2 separate regions of the Bactrocera dorsalis genome follow, and region 2 is linked to region 1. The links are chromatin contacts, called in public Hi-C maps. All regions are on one chromosome and are shown on one strand. Each heading gives the region's core, a stretch centred on a gene start, on an enhancer-like site or on the middle of the called end of the contact. The rest is flanking DNA. Distances are from core to core; before and after follow the strand shown.

Region 1 (6,853 bases), core at 4,241-6,740:
GGCAGCTCCTAGTTTGATAATGTGATAAGCATATTCCTCGATTTCCGTTCCGTTTTTGAAATGAAAATGTTACTAAAAATATACCTGTATTGAGTTAAAGAATAATAAAGAACAGCCTGTTTAGTCTTAACAACAGTTGTGAGCGTTTTATTCAGTCATTGTAATATAGGAGATTTTCATAAATCCTTTATAAAACAGAAATAGCATAATTGCTTTTATATTCACGAGTTTTGTTCATATAACGGTTACATGTATCACATAAAACTCGTCGAAGTTGATAAAATCAAAAATCATCAGAATGGCGCGAAGAATTGTCGAGTATATAAAAGGAATGAAGTGAAGGCAGTATTTACAATTATTATGAAAGTTTGACACTTCGTGCTGGTTAGGACTTAACGTGTCATAATTCAGTCTACATACATACATATATATTTCTTACTAAGTACTGTCTTCTTTTCTTACGTACTCTCAAAGAAGTTAAAAAGTTGCTGAATGTTCTACATAAATTGGTATTTATGCCGAATTTTCAGTTTAAAGAACCATTGACATTGTCTTACTAATGTTTGTAAATTACGTACGCAAAGAATTTTAATTATACGATATTGCGACCGCTGTTATATTTTTATCTAGAATTTCTCATACTTTGCAAAAACACAACTACCAATGGTAGTTTAACTGTTGTACAACAATTGCAGAAAATATAAATTTAAACAAATAAAATTTTCAAGTTTCCATTGACTTTGAATTAGACGTAATTCAGTCAGTTCAAATACTTTTTTCGTGCGGTTTGTTCTATTTCGTTAACGGTTAGAAAGTCTAATTTCCAATGGAGCACCAATACCTTTAGAAACGAGATATGCATCATTTGAAAAATCTCAAAACTGGAGACCTTTTAAAAACAAATTGCTACCCGAAACTTATATCAGCTCGAAGTCTACTTCATTGAATACTTTCATCTTTAAAATTGGATTTAGATCACTTGTTCCAGAGGTATGTTTAAAAAAAGTTATTGTATTTTTTGATAAATAGAACCTTCGAAAGAATGCACTTCTTATATTGAATAATTCTCCAAGCCATCAATTGAGATCGAAGAGGTTACCGATGACAGACAGATTTGAACATTTTTATGCCACTTAATGTTAAGCCATTGATTTAATCGATCAATCAAGACTTTATTTGACTAGTGAAACTTCGTTTTAGAAATTGCCTTTTGTGTAAAATTATTGACAATGGAGCGGATAGTATCGCAGAATTTTTAAACCGTAATAATATTTTCGATGATGCACCTCTATTTCGTTTTCTTGAGAAAAACTGCCAAGGCATTCTATGTTGTTGGAGAAATATCTTTTATTATGCTTCCATAGGATTCGAAGAAGAAGATAATCAATATCAAACAATGTTGTTCTAAGGTATTTGCAAGAAATTGCAATAAAAAAAGATTGGAAATTGTTAAAAACAACCGCGTATTGAAGTATTTTTTTTTGTAAAAAATAAATAAAGTTTTAAATTTTTTTCGTTAAATTATATTATATCCATACTTGTATATTTTAAACTGAATGTATTTAATGTTATTGAAAAAGATGTTTTTATTGAAGGTAAAAAAAATCATTCGATTTAAAGAAGTTTTCTAATCTACGAATAAGATTCGTTTTTATTGGGTGATCACTGTAATGAATTATTCGTTGATTATACTCCATGAAATACTCTCTAAAGAGACATCCTGGGCGTAACTCGGCCGATATTTGAAATATTTTTTAAATATAATAGTAACCTGCATTATATGTATATATTATTAATATCACTGGAACAACCTTACTCTGAAATATTAGTGCAGTGACGTGCTGTATAAATTTAACTTTTATGCAGAATCTAAATCTGAGCCCCGATAGAAAATTAAGCAATTTTTAATTAAAATAAAAAGAAGGATATTGTGGTTATTATATCAAATTGCTTTAAAATATAATGTCTTCGGCACCATGAATCCATTAAAGGGACTTGCGATCGGCACCGTATATGCGCCCATATTTGGAAAAGCAATCAAATCTCCACACGATAGATTTGGCAAGTACGCATCCTCGATAATCTGTGTTATTTAAATAATGAAGATAAGAATGTTAATTGATTTATGTTTGTTCCAAGACGTTTTAAACTTAGAATCGTTACACACCTTGTCTAATGAATCACAGGTGGGACCCCATATTAAAGTCTTAAACTTTTTGAGATTGTCATCTTCCTCCTAACAATGGTATATTAATTCTTTAAATTCTGTTATGAAATCACATTGAATATTTTTCATACCAAAAAGTGTTCCACAGTGACTTCCTGATGATCATACAAAACACAATTGAACGATCCATATACACCGTCATTTATGTAGTACATTTTCACATCCACCTTTTTACCGGCTCGCACTTCTCGCTTGGCGTGAATCTTACAAACCAGGGTGTAGGCCGAAGCTACGAAAAAGCGACCAGGCTCGGCAATTATTTCAACCTTTTCGTCTGGGAAATATTTATTCAAAGACATGTTGACAATTTCCGCAATCTTGAAAATAAAAATGCATTAGTATTAATAAGGAATTGAAAAATAATGATAATGTCTAGCGCTTAGTCGCGGCAGTTGTAGTTATCGGCACTCACAGCAGCAAATTTATTATCGTCAGCCCCTGGGAATCCACCGCCAATGTCCAACAACTTCATGTCGAAACCAAGCAATTCTCCGAATTTGAACAAATTCTTTGCTGTAGCAATGGCACGGTTATAGGCCGGATATTCACTGCAACCGGAGCCAACGTGAAAACTGGTTCCTATCACCTGGTGTATTCGATATTAATTTTTGATTGGTATGGTTTTGTTTAAATTTTATACTCACGGAAAGCCCCAAGCTTTTTGCGAGGAGCATCAATGCCGCAGCATCTTCTTCAGCATTACACCCGAATTTATCGCCCAGTGGGCATTGTGCTACTTTGGCCTCACACCGAAAACGTATCACCAAACTTAAAATAAAATTGCTAGGCAGTTAGAAAATTCGTAAAATACTGAGGTGGTATTTAAGGCTATTTGATTTTATCTAAATATTTCAAGTTTATTGGGTAAACAGTGCGTTAAATTTTCTTTCTTGACTATTATTGAATCAAAAAAATAAGGAGGAAGTTTGTAAAACTATAGAGGGAAATACAGGGACTAGTTTAAATTAAAAGTATTATTAAAAAGTTGAGTTGAAAATCTTCGCAGAGCATAACCTAAATTGAAGCCTACACAAATTAAATTATGTTTACTTAAACTTTCCACAGAATCTGCAATATTATTTATTATATTGAGTCTATAACTATATTCGTACAGTTTACCAAGGGATGACGTAACTTGATTATTATTCTATTGTTCCAACATTCGGAAGATGACTTGGAAAGCGAATGCCTTAAAACATTCTTTACAGTATATGCTATTCATTTGAACCGTCAACAGCATTTTTAATGATAAACCCATACTCAACTAAAAAGATAAAAAGTTCCATATTGACGTAAGATTAGGTGAGGTTTCGAGAACCACAATTGAACTGTTGAACCACCGAACCTTTGTGGTGTCAAGAACTCCTAGATATGGATTCAAAGACGTGAGTCTCTTCTTCTCAAAGTTGTTATCCATTATCCAAGTTATTTGATACAAAAACAAAAAGTATGACATTGTTATTCATTGTGTAAGTATAAAAGAGAAATAATTAATAAAAATCCAAAGTGTATTAAAAGCTTTGTTAAAACCATTGACGTTATGCGCATTTACCAAGTTCTACAAATTCTAAGCCAATTTTGAAAGCATCGTGTACTTTAGAAAAACGTTTTTATTTTTGAAATTCTCGAAAAGGTTTGACCTTGCATTTCCGGGACGTCCGTTGAAAGAAAAGAAAATACGATTTTAATACTTAAAATTTAGCTCGCCGGAGATTGGATGCTACGATCTTTGTAATGGAAGTCAGTCACTGACCCATCTGTGTGAAGATATACATATGTACTTGTATGTATGAGCAACAAATAAGCTAGAAAACTAAAGTGTTCGTACGAGTTTTAGGATTTTTGAGAAGTGTGCGTACTTGCGTATCTCACTAACTGTTCAATCAACTTCGGCCGTGTTCTTTATAATTAATACTGTAAGTATATGATTAATATGTAGAAATATTTTCCTCAAACATATCATAATCATATTGTTTATAGACATATTTTTTCTCATATAAGTAGACATCAGACTTATTGCCTTACTTTGATTCCGGATAGTGCTCAAAAATTTTATAGATCTCGAATTCAGTGTCCACAGTGCTTGCCATAATATTTTTCTCTTTAGCATACTGGAGGTGACTCGGTGGCTTGCAAGGATTGGCAAATATGATGTCTTCAGATTTGGCACCCGCTTCCAGGGCCTATGTCAAATCTTTTTAATATGTTTATTTAGTTAATCGACATTTACTTACAAGTTTTATTTCATTTTTGGAAGCGCAGTCAAACCCGGCTCCCAAATCAGCTAGCTCCTTCACAATCAACGCATCGTCATTGCACTTAACAGCTGCAAAACAAAAATGAAGATGTGTCTTTGGCTCTTGACATTTTCAAGTAAAGAAATAAGCAACTTTCGACAATATTTTGTATCTTTTGTTTTAAGGCACCTGCCATAGTTTGGAAACAGTTCAATGATGAGTGTAGAAGTTTCAAAAATAATATAATAATAATAATTGCTGCTTAAGAACCTTAATTTTATGTGAAAAAGGCTTTATCCAAATGATATTAAAGCGTTTTTCACAAGCAATCAATGAGAAATCTAGAAAAAATGTTTTTAAAACTAAAAACTTTCAAATACTTAAGCTATAAAGAACATGGTACTTTCGCTATAGGCAATTTATATGATAGTTTAGGTTGACTTGGTTCTTAGTGGTATTTAAAGATACTGTGACCAACTTATTCCAAACTAGACCGCATGTAAATTTTACCCAGACATATGATTTTAACTGAAGCCACTTAAATTTGAAATTTACATATGGAATTATAGCTATTACATACATATGTATGTATGTATGTATGAATTTTTATGTACAAAATTGTGATATTTTACCCTAAAAATATATGCATATGTTTGCCTATTTTTATTAAATTACACAGTCGCTGCTAAACATGTAGTATTATTAAGTATTATTTGTTGAACATTATTCGTAATCAGTTGTACATATACATACATACATGTACATATCTATTAGATCAAAATTCCATTGCTTAGCTCACCATAATAAGGTTTGACACGCGGCATATGTTTAATCCAAGTTTTATACTTTTGGGAGAGAGTAGAAAGATCGCAGATATTTAACGCCTCTTCCATTTCTTCAACGTCAACTTCTTTAACGACTCCTTTAAGGTCTAAAACTCCCTCGTATGTGTTTATTTCCCCGAATTTGTACATGACTGCTGCGTTAAGTCTAAACAACGCAAAATATGAACGCGAACTGATTAAACCTAGAAATTCAAAATTAGAAACACGCGTTCTTATCACTTAAATATTTTCAATATTGAAGACGCATATATTAGTAAATATACCTATATGTATTTAATAACGAATGCATTCCCAATAGGAAATGTATAAGAATGCTAACAAAGGTAATTGCATTTCTTTCCGTGGTTATACACTTAGCAGAGTACATTAAGTGTGCGAAGTTTGTAACACCTAAAAGGAAACGTCGGAAACTTTATAATGTATAATGACGAGCTGAATCGTTTTAGCTATGCCTATCTGAACATACACGAACTAGTCCCTCAGTTTTAGAGATACAGATCAGAAATATTGCGAATGTCCTTTTTTCATAAAGAAGTTTTTGATTTGTCGACCACTTTAGAATTTAGATGCTATTCAAACTGACCGATCAAAATCAAGTCCAATCCGAAATACATACATATTTTTTTAACGGACCACTGTAGCATATAGCGATCGAAATCAAGATCATGATCTTCCAAGACGACCTATTTTCCTTATTAAGTAATCTTAATTATGATTGAGCTTATGCGATTGTAAGTAAAACATCGGAAACCAATGGAGATAAATATGGACTGTCCATATCGTCACCTGAAATGCAAAATAACGTATCATCAAAAAAATCGAAATTGAGTGTCTTATTGATTACGCTTCACTACTTCAAATTATATACATAATATTACATATGTTCAACATTTTCTGGTTCTGCGGTCATATATAAACCAGTCTTAACCAATATTAATATTTTGTTTCACTCATGTTCGCTTTTATTTCGTGTTTCATTCATGCCACTGCAAATTTCTGAAAATGTTGTTACGTTATTTTGCATTTCAGGTGACGATAGGGGTTTCACATAGTCTGATAAAGTTATAAGCTATAACGATCCGAAAACATAGCGTTCAGAATTGTATTTGCGTAAAGTTATTTTAGTATGCAATTCAACAACAAAGTTGTTGTATAATAAGTATAAACATATGTGTAATAAAGCGGTGCGACTTTTTATTCTATAAAATAATTTTTCTGCAAACTTATCTTAGAGAATATGGATCTAAAAATTTGTTCAGGAAAAATCTTTTCGTACAATGGAAGTAGCACCACCCACATTTAGGTGAAAACCTATATTGGCAACCTTTGCCAATATCAATTAAATTGTGGGCTGGGTTGAAATTCGAAAAGAGTATATCCATGACAACTATGTGTAAAATCTGCTCAATACTTCCACTTGCCCCCATTTACCTAATATAAGAATTTTCGAACTTCCGCTTGACTTTATACCACATAGTGGTCAATATTTGAGTTATCTTAACGAAGTAAAATTGGGTCAATACGAGGTATGTTCAAAAACTAAC
Region 2 (6,885 bases), core at 4,376-6,875, 38 kb after region 1:
TGGCAAGTCCAATGATAAAATACCTGAAAAAAGACACAAAAATAAATCTCGATGATCAATCTTATGTTGATTCTTTTCACAAATTAAAAAGCATTTTGATAAATCCGCCTTTATTATGTTATCCAAATTTCAATAAAAAATTTATCCTGACTACAGATGCTAGCAACATAGCCATTGGAGCCGTTCTGAGCCAAGAAGGAAAACCAGTTTGTTTCGCTAGCAGAACACTCAATGGTCACGAGAAAAATTATTCAACAATAGAGAAGGAATTGCTAGCTATTGTTTGGGCAGTAAAATATTTTCGTCCATATCTTTATGGCAGAAAATTTACGGTACAAACTGATCATCGTCCGTTAAAATGGTTATATTCATTAAAAGACCCAAATTCGAAAATAATTAGGTGGAAAATAATGCTAGACGAGTTTCAATTCGATATAGAATACCTTAAAGGGAAAGAGAATAAAGTGGCTGACTATTTAAGTCGAATTCAACTGTATCAAAATTCATTAAATAGTATCCACAGCTCTTCAGAAGATGCAAACAATCATTTCTACACAACTGATAAAATTGTTAATAAGTATAAAACTCAAATACGTATACTAAAACATAAAGAAAAAGCAACTGAAAAACTTTTTAGAAAATACAAAATAATTTACATTTGCGAAAATGATATTGGTAACACTCATTACCTAAATGATATATTCAGAAGAGAATTAACAAAAGGCACAGTAGGAATATACTCCGAACTCCCGGACAATAAATATAACCAAATTCAAACAAAGCTAATAGAACTTTTCTCTAATAATATTCATCTGAAATTTATAAGATGCACAAAATTAGCAAGCGATGTAGAATCTGAAGAATCGCTACTGAACCTTATTAACGAAACTCATATAAATGGCAATCATAGAGGCATTCAGGAAAATTTCGAAGAGTTGAAAGATTTATATTTCAACCCAAAATTATTAAAATATATAAATAGATACTGCAACAGTTGCAGAGTTTGTATCGAAAATAAATACGATAGAAAGCCGATTAGAAAACGGTTCCTGTTCACGTATACGCCAGAAAAGCCAAACGAAATTGTGCATGTCGATATTTTTCAAATTCAAAAAACCTATTTTCTAACTACATTAGACAAATTTACAAAATTGGGAACCGCCCATAAATTGAATGATAAAAATATGATAACAGTTAAGGTTAAACTAGAAGAAAGATTTGCATTTTTAGGTAAACCTAATAAACTAGTAATGGATAATGAATTTAACAACGCATTAATAAAATTATATTGCCAAGAGAATAGTATTGAGGTGCATTTTACTACCCCCAATTCTCACACTGGTAACTCAGACATAGAGCGTCTGCATTCCACGCTTCTTGAACATATACGAATTCTCAAAAATTCTGGCCATCTTAACGATGCAGAAGAGCTCGTTCTAAAAGCTATCCACTTTTATAACAACTCAATACATAGCACAACTAAAGTAAAACCCGTAGACTTTTTAAATAACCTAAATATCGATTTTAATCATATTAGAAAGAAAACTGAAACAAAGAAAAGAAAGACTATTACCAGGGAAAATCTTAAAAGAGAGAATATATCTTTAGAATTAACTAATCCCAACTTATATACAAAAAATCCAGCTGCTATTAGACATAAAACAGCTAAAAGATTCAACAAATACCATTATAGTAACCCCAATAAAATGGACGTTGCCCAATTTCGAAGACCTCTGAATTCAATACATTAAACATTGAATTAAACACATTAAACAATTCATAAAATAGCATCAATATGTATATGCTAAAAATATGGAAAACTATACGCAAACAAAAACAAAATTAATATTAACTAATTATAATTGTTTAGTAAGAATTAAGTACAACTGTTGAAAAAATAAATTTATAAAACTATCTTATACATTAATATATGATTTAAAAGATTCGAAGGGACTCGAATCTTATAAGGGTAAGCGAGTTACATATATGTGGATCTCAATCTCTTTACATAGCTACTATTATGTTAAATTTATTTATCTATATATAGAGATCCACAATGTTAATGTACTTAACATATAATACCCACTCTACTAAGAATCTTATTAATATCGTATGTTAAGCTAGGGTATAAATAATGATGTTAAGTTAAACTAAGCATTAATTAAGAAAGGAATTACTTTAGCGAGCGGTTTGACGCTTCGTGTTAAAATTAAATAAACATTATTAAATATTAATTAATATAAAAGTGTTTTGTACTTTGGCGGGTTTTACTGGCCTTAAGTTAAAATAAATATAACTCTGAACGTCGGGTTTCAACCGGGTTAGAGAAAAATATAACTTGCATGTATGTATTAATGTATACATATGTATGTGTATTTGTATATAGATAGTTGGGCTTTGGGCTTGTTGTCACCACCTTTGTCAGCAAAGCCGACACTGGCACAAGCTTGGCTATAGCCAGGGGGTGGTTTGAGTCCAGATTTTTATTGGCGGCGTTACAATGAGCTTTGTGCAGGATTCGCTAAGCGGGACAAGGGTTCAGGATATGCCGGCACATGCAGGTCGCACGTTGGTCATGCGCTGCAAAATCAGTCGAACGCCGTTCGTACACACGATAAGTCACGTGTGGATCTAGCTCTAGCAATAATTAAACAAAAATAAATACATAGTTGGTTTTTATATAGGCATCAAGTTGACCACAAATTTATAACTCTAACCTGTTCATTCAAAATAATTGTGTATTGTCGACTTCTGCTACGAAAATGGAACATAATCTTCATAACAATACACCTGTTCATTGGGGCTACGGAGCGGCTCCCGTGGCGAGTACGCCGCACAGTCACTGGGCTCCGCCACCGCAAAGTCATAGCTTGAAACGCGCATTATCCGAAAGTGATTGTGATGAACTCTACTCTGAGGAATCCTCGAAAGAGCAGTAAGTAACTCTCTTTTCAATTGATAAAAAGAAGCTAACACTTTCTTCTTCTGAAAATCTAGAGTTTCTCCCAGCGAAACTGGAAGTTGTCAGTTATTGACACGTAAGAAAAGGCGAGGTGTTATTGAGAAGAAGCGACGGGATCGCATAAATTCTTCACTCACTGAGTTGAAACGTCTCGTGCCAACGGCTTATGAAAAGCAAGGTTCTGCTAAATTGGAGAAAGCTGAAATCTTACAATTAACCGTGGAACATTTGAAAAATCTGCAAACAAAAGGTAAATTAATTGAATTGCACTCATATAAGCTCCTTTAGTGAACATACAATCGTACATACACTATTGTCACATGGATATTCGCATGCGCATGCTGGATGTGCGTAGAAAGCAGAAATATGTTAAAATACAACTTGTTGAAACGAGGATTTCATTTGAAATTGAAGGTGTTTTATGAGAAAATAAAAGTTTTGTGAAGTGCAAAAACAAATTTCTATTGAAAGTAACAAGAATCTAGGTGTCTGTATTTGTGACTAAATTGAATAAAAATTGATATGTGAAAATAATCAAGCGTTTGCTAACGGAAATCTTCAAACCCAACGATTCGTCCAAAATCTAAGTGATATAACGAAAAATTTAATCTTAATGAAATAATTGATCCACTATTAATTGTTATCGTTTATGATTTTTAAATAATACAATATAGAAAATTCATTCAGTAATACCACTGCAGTAATGTCCCAGGGATTATGCCAGAACTTGTGCAAAACGGATAAGAAGTGATACACATACACACATAAATTTTGATAAAATTTAAACTACATTTACGCTCAAATAAACAGTTTGTTATAGTATGAAGTCTGATTTGCTTAATTATAAGCTCATATGTACATATCTTCTTCTTCTTTATTGGGGTTATAGCCGAGTTTACAGTTTTATCACTTTTTCGAGATGCTGTCTCATATGTTGTAATTAACGTTTTTTTGGTTGTCTGTAGTTTCAGTAGCAATCAAATATAAGTATATCGCTAAAATTAAAAAAAAATAATAATTAGTTGAAAATTTGAAGAATTTTTCTTTGAATTTTTTTAGTAACTATACATCCACTTTAGGATAACTAAAAAGGAAATAATGCTTATATAAAAAGAAATGATAATTTGTTCTTAACCCTTAAACGTCTGGAATTTCCTCCACGAACTACTACTTTTTTGAAAAATTTTCATGAATGAACATGCATTTTTAAATATTTTTTACATCACGTCGCATGTTGCTTTGATATATCCGTTATATTTTAGTTCAGTCGCCACTTGTGAGTGAGCTTTGCAGTCATTTACGTTTTGACTTGAGTTAAGAGTGCTTTGAAAAAATAATTTCAAGGAAAATTTTATATTTTCAAGTAACTATTGTAAAATTGATAATAAATAATTGGTGCTGAAAATTTGAAATCTTCATCGTTATTACAATTTAGTTTGATGTAAGTGTTGATAAAAAGTTTACAAATTTAAATTTAAATTTTATGAAATAGAACTTAAACTTTCCCTTGAGGACCCATCAGGTGCATGGAGGAACCGCCGGGCGTTTAATTTCACTAAATCAAAGAAAACCTCTAAAATACAGACGATAATAATTTGTTTATCATTTCATTTCATTTATTAAAAGTTTCTTGACAAACTTTTTTAAATTTTTATTTTAGTTAAAAACCTTTAATATTTACCTACTGCCTACAAGTGAAAGCATTTTTGGGGGGCACTCATAAACTCCGTTATGTCAATTATATGCCTAAACCGTACGCGTGAATTCGGTTTTACCAGTTTTCCCACCAAAAAAGGATTTCCCACGCTTTCAATTTATCATTTTAATCCGCCAGCCCAACTATCCCATAAACCACCACCACCTTGGTGCCATTAGTAGGATCAGCAGTCAATTGCCTACAGCAAAGGGAATTCTATGCAACTTAGCAAGTGCCTTTGTCGCGCTATTAATTCACCCGTAATGCAAATAATTCTGTATATTCCATCAACTATGAGCATACATACAGACATTACCGAGACACCACGCTAGCATAAACTCACCCTCTCACAGGGCAAAGGGGTTACACTAGGGCTATGAAATATGCTCTGTTGTGGGAATAAAAATAATGATAGTTTTTATTTAGTATTTAACATGTGAACAATGTGTGTATTTAAGTATGTACGAGTGTGTAACTTAGTGAGCGTATTGATTCACAAAGCCAGTGCAATTGTTTGCATACATGACTGACTTTAATGACTTATTTATAACCGCATTTATTTATGTTTGCAGGTATTGAATCGTTCAGCTATGATCCTCAACGCTTCGCCATGGATTACCATATTATCGGCTTTCGAGAGTGCGCTGCCGAGGTAGCGCGCTACTTAGTGACCATAGAGGGTATGGATATTCAGGACCCACTTCGCCTACGCCTCATGTCGCATTTGCAGTATTTCGTGCAACAGCGTGAATTGTCGGCCAAGAGTTGTGCCAGTCCCGGCGGCTGGACTTCGGCGTCCGCATCCAGTGGTTATCAGACAAACTGTAGTGCAGCACCTTACCAACCTTACCCAGGCACACCTACTGCTCATCCCGGCCTCAATCCCACGTATATGCCCACACCAATACATGCCTATCCCACACTGAGCACCTCGCCAAGCAGCACTACGCACCTTCAGCCGCATCCGCACCACCTTCAACAACACAGCACACAACAGCAACAGCTGCAGCAGCAAGCGGCGCCTGGACAGGTTAACCGAGCTTCTTCGGCCAATGGAACAGTGTCAAGTGAAACGATGCCTATCATAAGTCACGCAACCAATCAGCCAAATCAACAACAACAGCAGCAGCAATCACTCTCAACGCATCAAACACAGACAGCGTCGTCACAGTTGCAGCAAACACCTGTGTCGCACGAATCACATCTTCAGCAGCAACCACAACAGCCACCACCACCGCAAGCGCAGCCGCAGCCTCAACACTACACGCAAGAACACACGCACACCGATCAACAAGGCGTCACTTATGCGGACTTATCCAACTCCCAGGTTCACATTGATCATCGCAATCCCACTGCGGCCATTGCCGCAACTGGTCTGAACTACCCTGGCTCCACACATTATCCGGTTGCAGCTGCACAGGAGTACAATTCGAATTACGTGGCCGCGAACGGTTCCAAGCCATATCGACCATGGGGTGCCGAAATGGCCTATTAACGGCCATATGCAAATGTATAACAATAACTTCGGTTAACTGTTGTTGAAAAAACGCAGTAATGATATTCATAACCTAGTCACGAAAGATAAAAAATGCAAGTCCAACTTACCTAATTTATTTGTAGAAATTATGAAATAAGGAAAATATAATGTTAACATTTTCTAACTATTGTATATGTATGTGAAATCTACTTACATATACATATGTATGCATACAGTGATCCAACGTGTACAAATATTCACTTTAGGGATTTTCCGGGAAATAGGATTAAATAAATTTAAGCTTTAATATACATTTGGTAAACGTGAGAATATGTATGGTAAATATATTTTTATACAAAGTTATTGTAGATATACTTGTACAAATAGTATTAGCGTTCTTATTACTTTTAAAACACGAATATTGTATAGATATTAAAAAAATGATTTTAAATATAAATAAACAAACCGTGAGTAAATATCATTAATAACTTCATCTCTGAATCTGGATGTACCGATTAAAGAAATATTCAAATTTTACACAATTTGTATAGCGCGATTGATTATTTTTTGCTCAAAGGAGGTTTCAATAGCGCGAAACAGACGATTCTATTGAGGTCTGAGGACAGGAAAAACTGGTTGGAGGCCAGATCCACTTGTCGATCATTGTTTAATGCGTTTTTTATTTCCGTTTTTGTATGAAATTTCCGCAAATAGTGTCAATCACCACTACCTCGTTTACCCGGTAACTGG

What was found. A called contact is a pair of places that touch in the nucleus more often than the background predicts.
Region 2: a Hi-C map of whole body shows a contact between it and region 1, with 2.9 times the contacts expected there. The contact joins the enhancer-like site here to the promoter of LOC105225409 in region 1. A contact is called at or near these places in 2 of 2 Hi-C or Micro-C datasets (both in whole body).

What each region holds. Positions count from the first base shown.
Region 1 is chr3:53,025,699-53,032,551 of ASM2337382v1, forward strand. LOC105225409 (ornithine decarboxylase 1) reads right to left here and starts at 5,491. Exons shown (of 8, transcript XM_011203848.4): 1 at 5,264-5,491; 2 at 4,462-4,553; 3 at 4,253-4,410; 4 at 2,872-2,995; 5 at 2,640-2,813; 6 at 2,299-2,544; 7 at 2,168-2,236; 8 at 1,817-2,083. The coding sequence starts at 5,438. The coding sequence ends at 1,943. LOC105225406 (chondroadherin-like protein) reads left to right here. Exons shown (of 9, transcript XM_019989920.3): 9 at 1-135.
Region 2 is chr3:53,063,901-53,070,785 of ASM2337382v1, forward strand. LOC105225425 (hairy/enhancer-of-split related with YRPW motif protein) reads left to right here and starts at 2,593. Exons shown (of 3, transcript XM_011203876.3): 1 at 2,593-2,935; 2 at 2,998-3,212; 3 at 5,231-6,885. The coding sequence starts at 2,763. The coding sequence ends at 6,153. Within about 2 kb of position 5,626, the one cell type or tissue checked has open chromatin away from gene starts, as enhancers often do.